Regions from separate parts of the Mus musculus genome. Here all the other regions are linked to region 3. Evidence: chromatin contacts called from public HiChIP or PLAC-seq data. All regions are on one chromosome and are shown on one strand. Each heading gives the region's core, a stretch centred on a gene start, on an enhancer-like site or on the middle of the called end of the contact. The rest is flanking DNA. Distances are from core to core; before and after follow the strand shown.

What was found. HiChIP or PLAC-seq counts read pairs in DNA pulled down with a chosen protein or histone mark.
Region 1: a FOXA1 HiChIP or PLAC-seq map of pancreatic cancer cells shows a contact between it and region 3. The contact joins two enhancer-like sites. A contact is called at or near these places in 2 of 115 datasets of contacts at active chromatin or transcription factors (embryonic stem cells and pancreatic cancer cells).
Region 2: an H3K27ac HiChIP or PLAC-seq map of embryonic stem cells shows a contact between it and region 3, with 3 times the contacts expected there. The contact joins the promoter of Gal3st4 here to the enhancer-like site in region 3. A contact is called at or near these places in 5 of 39 promoter capture datasets (cranial neural crest, embryonic stem cells, liver and 1 more), 11 of 115 datasets of contacts at active chromatin or transcription factors (acute myeloid leukemia, astrocytes, embryonic forebrain and 7 more) and 2 of 9 other capture datasets (adipose tissue and liver).

The regions. Positions count from the first base shown.
Region 1 is chr5:139,087,640-139,091,602 of GRCm38.p6, forward strand. All of the region lies in intron 4 of Prkar1b (protein kinase, cAMP dependent regulatory, type I beta), which reads right to left. Among named protein-coding and RNA genes, the nearest start is that of Prkar1b, 40 kb to the right of the region's middle. Within about 2 kb of position 2,017, at least 7 of the 459 cell types and tissues checked have an H3K27ac peak or open chromatin away from gene starts, as enhancers often do. A contact at or near this core is called in pancreatic cancer cells, where this site is marked.
Region 2 is chr5:138,270,843-138,274,530 of GRCm38.p6, forward strand. It overlaps Gal3st4 (galactose-3-O-sulfotransferase 4), which reads right to left and starts at 1,970. Exons shown (of 4, transcript NM_001347507.1): 1 at 1,890-1,970; 2 at 437-538; 3 at 1-229. The coding sequence starts at 1,897. It overlaps Gpc2 (glypican 2 (cerebroglycan)), which reads right to left. Exons shown (of 10, transcript NM_172412.2): 10 at 2,818-3,688. The coding sequence ends at 3,468. It also overlaps a transcript of Stag3 not described here.
Region 3 is chr5:138,692,631-138,696,566 of GRCm38.p6, forward strand. No RefSeq gene overlaps it. Among named protein-coding and RNA genes, the nearest start is that of Fam20c, 60 kb to the right of the region's middle. Within about 2 kb of position 2,306, at least 98 of the 459 cell types and tissues checked have an H3K27ac peak or open chromatin away from gene starts, as enhancers often do. A contact at or near this core is called in acute myeloid leukemia, embryonic stem cells and pancreatic cancer cells, where this site is marked.

The DNA of each region.
Region 1 (3,963 bases), core at 767-3,266, 390 kb after region 3:
CTGCCATCAGAATTCTCTAGCTCCTTATAGGAAAAGTACTACTGGGTCAGTGTGGTGGTTCAGCAGGTAAAGTGCTTGCTGCCAAGCCTGACAACCAGAGCTCCATTCCTAGAATCTGCATGGTAGAAAAAGAGAGCCCACTCAAGAAAGATGTCCTCTGGTCTCTACATGTTTGCAACCTCGTGCCTGCAGATCAGTATGCCCATACACACACTGATAATGAGATTTTAATCTCTATTGGTTAAAAGAAAGGAAGAAGGAAGGATGGCTGGGTCAAGGGAAGGAGGGAGGGGGGAGAGGGAGAGGGAGAGGGGGAGGGGGAGGAGGAGGGAGAGGGAGAGGGAGAGGGGGAGGGGGAGGGGGAGGGAGAGGGGGAGGGGGAGGGGGAGGGAGAGGGGGAGGGGGAGGGGGAGGGGGAGGGAGAGGGAGAGGGAAAGATACTGATCCAGGTATTTGGGAAGTCTGTAATCTTAGCACTCTGGAAGCTGAGGCAAAAGAACCAAGAGATCTGTGCTACATAGAGTTCCAACCTCACCTGGGCTACATAGTTAGACACTGTCTCAAAAACAAACAACAACAACAAAAGTATGGCAGGGTGCTGGTGAAAGATATCTCAGTGGTTAAGGGCACTGTTGCTCTTGCAGAGGACCTGGGTTCAGTTTCCAGTGCCCACATGACAGCTCACACCCATCTCCAGTGCAAGTGGATAGACTGCCCTCTTCTGGTCCACTCTAGCACTGCACGCATGTGCACAGACACACATGCAGGCAAAACATCAACCTGCCTAAACTAAAAATAAAAAGAAGAACCTGTGTATGACTTCCCACCCCGTTCCACACAACTGAAAGGATGGAGAGAACACAGGATGCCTTCCTTCCGTGCCCCCAGCCACGCACAGTGGCTGTCTGGCGAATACCTTAGAGGGTACAGTGTGAACCACAGTCCCTGGGGAAAGCCACACCCATTTTTGAAACTCCTGCAGACTCACTGATGAGGAAGAAATGCATGCGTGTGGTGAGCCGAGATGTCTTAGATCCAGAGCTGGATCCTGGGCTACTCAGCTCCTTTCACAGCAGGGAACTGCCCACCTCCACATCTGACCCCACATCCTTCTGACTATCAGGGAAACCCATCGGAATGTATTGATTTAGATCACAGATTCCACCAAAGGGAAATCTAACAATGTCATCACGTTCCTGTAACGTGCATGTCTGATGCTCCCAGCGCTGTACTCGAAAAAGCCCTGATGTATGACTTAGAAAATGTGCCAAAACCATTTCCATGTTGGAACACATTGCTCAAGGCAACTTGCATCTGTATTTTCAAGTCATGGTCACTCAAATTTGGTTCAGGATAAACTTATTATTCCTGTAATGTGTGTGCATGGGGTGGGGGGCATGTGTGCAATAAGTCTGTGTTTGCATGGTATGTGCTTTTGTGACATGGGCAGGCATGGGCAGGCCAGAGGTCGATGTCAAATGTCTCCTTCAATTGCTCACCACCTTACTTTGAGATAAGGTCTCTCATTGAACCTGGAACAGATTTCACTCTGCCTCCTGCAGCCCCTACACACACACACACACACACACACACACACACACACACACGGTGTCACGGTTACAGACATCAACACACCTAGCCTTTATGCAGTACATGGGATCCAAACTCGGGTCCTTATGAATACACCGCAGGCACTTTATCCACTGACTCATCTCCCCAGCCTTATTCTCTTTGAAGCGAGAACTGTTTTATACTGACCTGGGGCAGGACCTACTTCAGTGACCCAAAGGCTGGAACAAACCTTTCCAGCACTCACAGGTCAGTGACGAAGTGACAGGGACGGGCAGGTGAGCACGTGTGGCTCTGCACATTCCCGTCATTTCCTGGACACCCCACAATGCAGAACAGTGGTGGGGTGTGAGTCTCCCATCCAGAGAAGCAAAGGAATGAGGACCTTTGTCCCTCCAGTCCAGTAGCGAGTGGTTCAAGGTGGCAGGCAGGACACTGAGTCACCGTCCTTGTGGACTCATGCTAATGGTGGCTATAAAATTACTGCAAAGAGAAAAGGAAGCATGGCCACGTTCCTTGAGTGAGCCTGCCATTTTGCCAGCTCACCATCATTTCCACACAATTAAACCTTGATCTCCATGAAAGTGTCACTTTGGAAGTGTCTTCTGTTGTACAGGCTTACCACGGGCCACCAAAACTTCTCAGGGAGGAAACTGCTCAGAGAGACACTTTGATTCAAAACCCTGACTGCGGCCATTACCACATAGGTAATTAAAACCGAATCATGCTAAGCAAAGTAAATTAGAACGAAGGCTTTGGATCGGTGTGGAAGAAAGTTGGCCCCTGAGGTCATTAGCACAGGCAGGGCAAGGCAGTGAGGTGGCAGTGTGTCTGGAGGGCAGCGCATGCTCAGCGGGGTGCCTCTGTGTCTCCAAAGGTTTGAAGCACAACAGGAGACCAGGGATGCACACAACTGGGACAATGAGAGAAACCTGGTGTAGCCAGTCACTCATCTGGGGCCACACACCTGACTACCCAGCTCCTCTCTCCAGTGTCCAGCAGCACATCCAGGTTTGTGTGGCCAAAACCTGTCTGCCTGCCCCCTCTCCCCCACATCTCTATGCTAGAGGCTGCTGTGACTCAAGCCTCAGGCTCTGTCAACACCGCCCTAGCAGCAAAACTGTCAGTCAGTTTATAAACCATCCTGACTCAACCCACTGAAGCAAGACTAGCCTGCTAGCTCCCATGTCCCCCATGGCCTCCTGTCCTGTCCTGTCCTGTCCCATCCCTCCTTCATCTGTGTCTTCTATGATCCAGGTCCCTGATGACTCCCATGGTGACAATCATTAATACCTGTTACCCACAATCCTGCTCCCACAGATACCCACAAAATTTTCTCCCTCTTTTCCTCTTACTCCCTCCCTCCCCCTCTTCCTCTTTATCTCCCTCTCTCTTTTCTTCCCTCTTTCTTCTTCTTCTTTTTTTTTCCTTTTTTTTTTTTTTTTTTTTTTTTTTTTTTTTTTTTTTGTGAGACAGGGTCTTGCTATGTAGCTCAGACTGGTCCTTGACTGGGAGCAATGCCCCTGTCTCACCCTTCCAAGTAACAGGCATGGCTACCATGTTTTGTCTATTTTTCTTAAACTCTATGCTCCCTCACATGCTTTTAAGAGACCATCTCAAACACCCTATTACAAGCTACAAAGAGAAATAATTCACAGACTTGTAAACTGACATTTTAACTACCACATTGCTGTGCTGCTTAAAACCCAGGAATCGTAGGTCTGCACCAGTCACTGAGAATGCACTGGTACAGAGAGAAATGCACAAAAGCTGGGGCTTGTACACAGCTTCCTTTCTAACCACCACCGCCCCCAATACACAGCGCATCCTCATGTAAAATGATCTTCTCGCTCATTTTTCCCTGTAAAGGAATCTCAGAATGTTCTCCTAGTAACAGAAACCTCTCAGATTAAAAATTTTCAGACTTTTTAAGGCACTAGCCCACAATCAACAAAAAGAGAATATGCTGAAATTTAAATCTCTTCTTTTAGATTTTATTTATCTGTGCATGTGTGTGTGCATCTGTGGAGGTCCGAAGACAACCCATGGGGTCAGATCTCTCCCTTTACCACATGGATAGACTCCAACTCTAGGCACCAGGCTTGGCAGTGAACGCCTTTACCTGCTGAGCCATGTCTCCATCCTAGATAAATAATTATTAGATTTAAAAAGCATATACTGTCAACTGTTTGGAAACATACTAAATGGCAATGCATATCTTTACGTTGATTTCAATCATTTTTGTAGCACTAGTTGTGAATAACTTCTGAATTAGCATATAAAACAATGGGCTCATGCTAACACTTTTAAATATATATATATGTATGTATATATGTATGTATGTGTGTATATATATATGTATGTGTGTATATATATATGTGTATATATATATAT
Region 2 (3,688 bases), core at 720-3,219, 420 kb before region 3:
GCCTTTGACCTTAGAAGCCTGGAAAAGCTTTGGGTAGCCAAACTGGTAGTGGGCAGGCAGGGCAAAACGTAGCCCCTGCTGGTCCCCATAGCGATGAAGGAGATTGAGCACAGAGCTGCTCCCAGATTTGTGTGTCTTCAAGAACACAAGTCGCTGTCGGGGTAGGCAAGACTTAACAGTTGATCCCAGTGAAGGGACCCAGGACTGTCGGAGCTGCAGTCCAGGTAGTCTGGAAAAAAAAGATAGGGAGGGAAATGTCCTGTCCCTTAGCATTGTGTGGAGCAGGTGGGTCCTTGTAATGAATAGACAGTAGGAACGCCCACCCCCACCCCTGAGGATTTACCCCCAAGAGTCACATTCCCAGGTAGGATCAAGGAAAAGTAGGTTGTGGGGGTGGGGTTTATAGTCAGAGAGGTAGGACAGGCTAGGGACTCACCTCCTCTGGAATGATCCCCCCAGGAACTGGAGGCCAAATCCAATGGTCATGAAGACTCCCAGAGCCACCCCCAGGCTCCGAGGCCTCCAGAGCCTCATGGTCCTGGCAGGAGACAGAGGGCCCATGTGTCACAAGGGAAGTGACATTAAATGGGGACAGAGCCAGGGCCAAGAGCCATGAGTGGCAGAGAGAGCTGGAGATGGCTGTACAGCCGTGGAAGGCACCTTTTGGAGATCAGGGGATCATTCCCCAGGCCTCCTTGCAGCCCTGGTTGAGTCTGCCCCCTGAGTTAGCAGAATTTTGCCTCTGTCAGCGTCTAGAAGGGAAATGAGGGGGAAGGAGAGGAGTCTAAGGAGCTTTTCTTCTTAGACCTGAGGCAGGGATGGGGAGTAGCCTGGTGTGTGTGTGTGTGTGTGTGTATACCTTCTTTATACTGGAACCTTGTAGATAACCTGGCATCTCTTCCTTTTGCTGCCAACCTTGTTTGTCCACTGCCACTTCCTGGCTCTTCAATTGTACTCACCCCCCTTTAAGCACTGGACATTTAACAGGGAAGGAGATAAAGCCAGGACCCAGATCTCAAATGAAACAGACAGTAAATGAGATTGAACCTGTTGGCTCATGATGATAACCTGGACTCACTGTCAAGCCTGGTCCTGGCTGCCTTCTGAGTCTCTCTGTCAATCACAAATAGGAATGAAGAGCCCCCCTTCTTCTGTAGCTAGTACAGGGAGAAACTTTAGGAAGGAATGGAGGACCAGATAGGAACAGGTTGGGTAACCCAGGAGGGACGGGGGCGGTGGACTTAGAGGAGTGCGTGGTGAGCCACTGTTCCTGCTGGCAAGGCTGCTACCTGCTCAGTACATGGAAGACCCTAAGGACTAAAAGGGGCTGATGGAGATGTGGGTCTACAGAGTCCCCATATACACCCCATCTCACTTCATAATCCTAGTTACCAGCACAGGCGGCAAGCAGAAAAGGAGGGGGGTTTTGATTAATTGATTCTTCTTTTCCGGCCTTAAGCTTCCTGATCAATTTGGAGTATAACTCCCTTTTTTCAGATCACACCCTATAATCAAAGATCAAGGTCCTCCCGACATTCTTAAACAGCCTCCTTTCCAGAACTAGCCAGGCTGACCCAAACGGAAAGAATCCAAGCTTGCTATCCAGAGGTCCGCCTCCTTCTGGCAGTATCCCTAGCTCCCTCCCTAACTCCCTCCCCGGAGCACAGCCCCTAGGATTCAGCCGAGAACTCACTCCTCTATCCGGGCTAAACTCGATATCCTACCATCCACCTCGAGCTCCTCATCCCAGCTCTCCCTCTGAAGTTTTGGTGAGTGCTGCATCTGTCTTCAGTCCTTTGTTAAGGGTCTTCTGTGAACCCCTCAAGTCTCCTTCCAGAAATTCAAAGGTCCCTCCACCGGTTCCAGCCTCAGCTTCTTTAGGCACTCACCAGGCCATAAGGAGAGCAGTCAGAAAAAACCAGGTCAGGCTCCCCAGCCACCGCCCGGCTCCTTGGATCAACTTGCCCCACAAACTTTTCTCAGCACCCAGACTCCTCCCCCTCTCCTCCCTTTGTCCCGCCGGTCCAAGCAGCCACTTGCTTGCTTGGGCATTGATCAGTCTCTCTGGGTCTCTTCCCCTCCCTGCCCCTTTACCAGTCCGCTGGGGAAAGATCGCCTAGACTGCCTTTGAAAGATGTCACTTCTACCCTCCTTTCAAGTAGGAATCAATTACATCTTTTTCTTTTGGCTTTCCACAAAACAAGAGATTTATTCAGGTGAAGAGACAGGGAGAGAGACAGAGAGGCTGCCAAGAAGAGCAGCTCTTGCCCTGAAGGCAGGAGCAGTGGTGTGTAATCTAAGGAGGCCTGGTGTTCTGCACATTTTACAGGGACTTCCTCATGTAATTTGTTTGATCTCCAAATTGTTTTTTAATATATTAAGATACTCAGACCTCAGGCTTGGGAAATACGGGGTTGTTCTTTAGAGCTGCTTGCTCCCAAGTGACAGACTCCAAGAGGCAAGAAGCAGGTAGAAATTGGGCCAGTTACAGATGCCCAGGGAAACATAGACTGGAGGAAAAGCACTTGTTGCACACGCGTGCGGACCCAAGTTCAGATCCCTTATAGCCATGTAAAGACACTGGGCTCGGTCACAAGCACATCTTCCCTGTGATTCCAGTGATATGGGAGGATAAAAGGATCACTGGAGCGTTCTGGCTGCCAGCCTAGCATCCGCTTTAGCCAGAATGCCAGTCTCTCCAGGGAATAAGGCAGAGAGATATAGCAAAACACGTCCTCCTCTGGTCTCTGGGAGTGTGTGCGGGCACGCAAACACACACACACACACACACATACACACACAGAGAGCCATACACGTGGTCCAATAAATTCTTTATTTACCAATAGACACTGATATGAACACTGAAATATGAAGTGGAAGTTTGTGATGGATGTGGATGGCAAAGGTCGCTAGATGGGTCCCTCCCCCCGCCCCATACTTAAGAAGCAGATGATTTTAAAAGAGGCAACAAAACTCAGGTTCTACCCTCCTTCCTGTTCTACTGTCAGCACCTAGCTTTATTAGTCCCTAACTCTCAATCCTCCTGCCTCAGCATCCCAAAGAATAATGGGTTTACAGGCAAGTGACATCACTCTCAGCTAGTTTATGTGTCCATTTTCAATACCAGGTACCCCCATGCCAATAGTACCATTCCTCCCCACTTTCAAGTTCCTTCAACCCCGTGTCCCACCCCCCACCCCATCAGTGAGCCCAAAGATTTAAAAGAGCTGAACCATCCTTCCTAAATAAATATCCCCAGTTCCCAAATGAAAAAATAAATATTATGAAACCCATCTACCTCCCACCCCATTAATTGGAAACTCCTGGATTTGGGGCCCCAGCCATTCACCCACAAAGTCCCTTTCTGCCCTCTCTGTAGCCCCCTTCCACTCCTCCTCATGCCTGGCTGAGGGAGGTGGAAGAAAAAGAGCCACTAAGCCTTTTGATGCTAGGGCGCCCCTCCCTCGTTATCGAAGTACAAGCAGGGTCAGGGCTGAGGGAAGGAGGAGGAGGACAAGTGGGGTATGGAGGCCAACAGATGACCCCAGATTCCTGCTTCGGCCCTGGTTGTATCTGGCACTGCCACTTCCTCCTCTCACTCCAAGACCGTCCCTTCGAGGAGGACGAGGTGGCCTTGGAGGCCTGGCTGGGGGAACCACAGGCACTGCCCCAGCTTTCCAGTCGTCTG
Region 3 (3,936 bases), core at 1,056-3,555:
GCCTCCCAAGTGCTGGGATTAAAGGTGTGAGCCATCACGCCTGGCCTTATATTTTCTTTAGTCAGTAAACACTACTGGACATTTTCCTTGTTTTAATGACAATGTTTTTGCTTTTTGTGCATTTTGTTCACTTTTCAGTAGAAATGGAAATTATTTCCAAGAAACTCTTACATAGACAGGTATATAATAGTGTGTTAAATCATTATAACTACCCCTCTCCTTTGTTTTTTATCTTAACTTATAATGTCAATATCAACTAAATTTATTTTTCTGTGTTTTCTCACATAGTTTTCGAAAAATGTCAGTGTAGAACATTATCTTATCTTCCTAGCCTTTTTGAGTGTGTGTGTGTGTGTGTGTGTGTGTGTGTGTGTGTGTGTGTTTATGCATGCATATGTGCAGATGTGATCATCTGTGTGTGCTCATGTGGAGGCCAGAAGTTACATCCAGTCAGGCATGATACAAAAGGAGCTGAGAGTTCATCTGAAAGCTATTAGGAGTTGACTGGCTTCCAGGAAGCTAGGAGGAGGGTTTTAAAGCCCATGCCCACAATGACACACTTCCTCCAACAAGGCCACACCTACTCCAACAAGGCCATACTTCCTAATAGTGTCACTTCCTGGGCCAAACATATTCAAACCACCACAGTAGCCAAGAATGGCTTTGAACTCCTGATCCTCCAGTCCCCACCTTTAGAGAGCTGAGGTGTGCACCATCAGCCTGACTCTTAGTCTTTGTGGTGGTTTGAATAGATTTGAAACCTCCCACCCCATAGACTCATGTGTTTGAATGCTTGGCCCATGGGGAGTGGCACTATTAGGAGGTGTGGCCTTGTTGGAGTAGGTGTGACCTTGTTGGGGGAAATGTCACTGGGGGAATGGCCTTTGGCATCTCTACTCTCTAGTTCTGCCCTGTGTGGAATTCCTGTCCCCCCCTGGCTGCCTTTGAATCAAGATGTAGAATTCTTGGCTCCTCCAGCACCAGGTCTGCCTGGATGTTGCCATGCTTCCCACCATGATGATAATGAACTAAACTTCTGAAACTGTAAGCCAGCCCCAATTAAATGTTTTCCTTTATAAAACTTGCCTTGGCTATGGTGTCTCTTCACAGCATTGGAAACCCTAAGACAGTCTTTATGTTATTTTCCAATCAAAGCTATTTGGGAGTCAGTAAGAGGAAAGTGATTTCTGCACAACGTCTCAATTCCACATCATTGATTGAATCAATCTCTACTAATTGCCGTCAATACTCTCATCAACTGGAGGAGCCCGTGAGACTACTGTGGCCTGTGTTTTTTCACTGATGTCACTGATGAGTCTCACAGTGGTATCTCTGTCACATGACAGCCTCATGCTATGTTCATGTCTGAGAAGGGACAACTCCCCTTGTTATTCTCCAAAACAGCTTGTGTGGCCCGTTGAACCTTTAAACCCTGACAGAGCTCACCCACTCCCTGCTGCATCTCCACCTAGTCTGGGGACATCATTCTTTCCTCTGGAGGGTGTGAGGGTGTGACTGTCTCCAAACAAAGGCTCAGCTTTTCCTTCAGGGAGGTGGGGGGGAGGGAGTTCATTCCTGGGCTGTTGCTAGATCTAGGCTTGCATTAGTCTCTGTCTCAATGGCATGTGAAAGACACAAAAATCCTACCCAGTGTTAGCCAAGAAAGTAACAGCTCTGCCAGGCAAAGGCAACAGCTGCTTGGACTCCTGGGCTGTCTGTCACAGAAGACTATGTACTCAGGGCCTTAGCTGCCTTCCAGTGTGGATTGAACTGTGTAGATTCCATAACGTGGCAGGCACTCTCCTTCTGCCACCTGACCATGTGGCCTTGTTGGAGGGTCATGGTCACTTCCAACCACAACCAACCTCCCTTCTGCCCCTCTTTACCCTGCAAGTCCTGGGATCCTGGACAAGCATGGATTTCAAGACTGAACTGGTCCAGGAGAGACACACCCAGACAGTGTCCCCAGGTGACCTGGTGCCTCTGTGGAGCAGGCAGGAAGTGTTGTTCCCTAGCCACCCAGCCACCCACGGCCATCTGCTCGGCTCCCTGGAAACACCCCTGTGGTCTCCGTGATTACTCAGCAGTTTTGAGCTTCCTGTGTGGTGGGCCTGGTTTGTGTCTCTTTTTGCTCTGTTTGTTTGCTTTTTTATGTGTGTTTCAAAATTTCAAATGGTGCAGTGAAAAGGAATAGGAGGGATGGGCAGAACTCAGAATTATTGGCCAGTAAAGTGACTATCCACTAAGGCTAGGGATTTTCCCCCAGACTTCCTGTGGTGAAATTAACCCCCAGCTGTGAGACACAACTCTCTGGGAGCCAACTTAATCCCATTTTAGTGGTTAGAGGTGGGGCCTTGAGAGTAGAGTAGGATTTGATGTTGTCATTGGGAGGAGCCTCAGGCATGAATCCTCCTAGCTTTATAGGAACCTAGAGAGACAGAAGGAGTGCATATTCGTGTATGCACACACATATCCACACAGGGTGTTTTGCACCATTTGACCATGTGCACCATCTTGGGACTCCATATTGACACCAGAAAATGCTACTCTTAATCTTGTAACAAAGCCAGGACGAAAATAAACCTACTTATTGACCCATTCATTCATTCACTCATCCACTTGTTTTTGAGACAGGGTCTCTTGTAATTCAGACGATCCTCTGACTCCATATATATGGAAGGATGACCTTGAACTGCTGATTTTCCTGTACCCACTTCCTGAATGTTGGCAGTAACCACACTCGATTTGTCTTCTGCTGAAGATGCAAGCCAGGGTTCTGTGTATGTTAGGCAAGCACCCAACCAACTGACCTACATCCCCAGCCTAGTAAACCTGCCTTCATTCAAACCTATTCAATCTGTGGACAACAGAAATGGGACCCATGCCCCTTCTTCAGCTGGCCATTTGCAGGGATCCTTAAGAAAAACTGAGCTGCCACCTGTGTCTCTGACCCATAACTTAGACCAAAACCTGGAACTGATTCTCTTCTTTGGAGGCCATTCCAGTTCTCCATAGTAGAACTGGATACCCATTATGAGTCTGCCTCGAACTGCCATCACTCTCTCATCTCTGGGGATGAACATTGCTCAGTTGCCCCTTGCCTCTGGCTTCACCTTACTAGCTATAAAGGGACCAACTTCTCCTGGCCTAAGCAACACAGTCTCGGGGCATTCCTGGGCCCCAGGGATGCTGCTTCATTTTTAGAGAGATCTCACTTACCTCAACTAACTCAATCTAGAAACTTCTTCATAAACATACCCAGAGGTTTTTCTTCAAGGTGATTCTAGATCCCGTCTAACTGGCATTCAATAGTATAGTATACTGGTCAAGGAGATATATATATATATATACATATATATATACATATATATATGAATGAAGTAAGTGAGTTTATTGAGGTAGCTTGCGGTCTGTGGGCCACCTAGTCCAACAATGATAGTCTACTAAGGGAAAGTCTAAGAGCCCTCCTGTACTTGTTCAGTCCATGAGGCTAGATTTCTCAGCTGGTCACCAGAATCCTGGAGAAATAGGCTCTAACGCCAGCGAAGGGATGGACTTTCCAGCAAGAGCGAGGGCAAGCAGGCAAAGAGCAGGAGCTTCCTTCTTCTATGTCCCTTTTACAGGCTGCCAGGAGAAGGAATGGCCCGCATTCAAGTCGGATCTTCTCACCCAAAAGATTCAGTGTAAAGGTGGGTCTTTCTACTTCAGATGATTTAATTAAGAAAAATCCCTCACAGGTGTACCCAGCCATTTGGGTTTAAGTTAATTCCAGACACGGTCAAATTTGACAACCAAGAACAGCCACAAGTAGAGAGCATCCTTGTCTCTGCAAAGGGAGAACACGGGTTATCTTCAGTCCAGCATCCCCGCAATGGTATGTCAGCATATGCACACACATCAAGACACTGTTGGATGACCTGCTTACACCCACCCCCC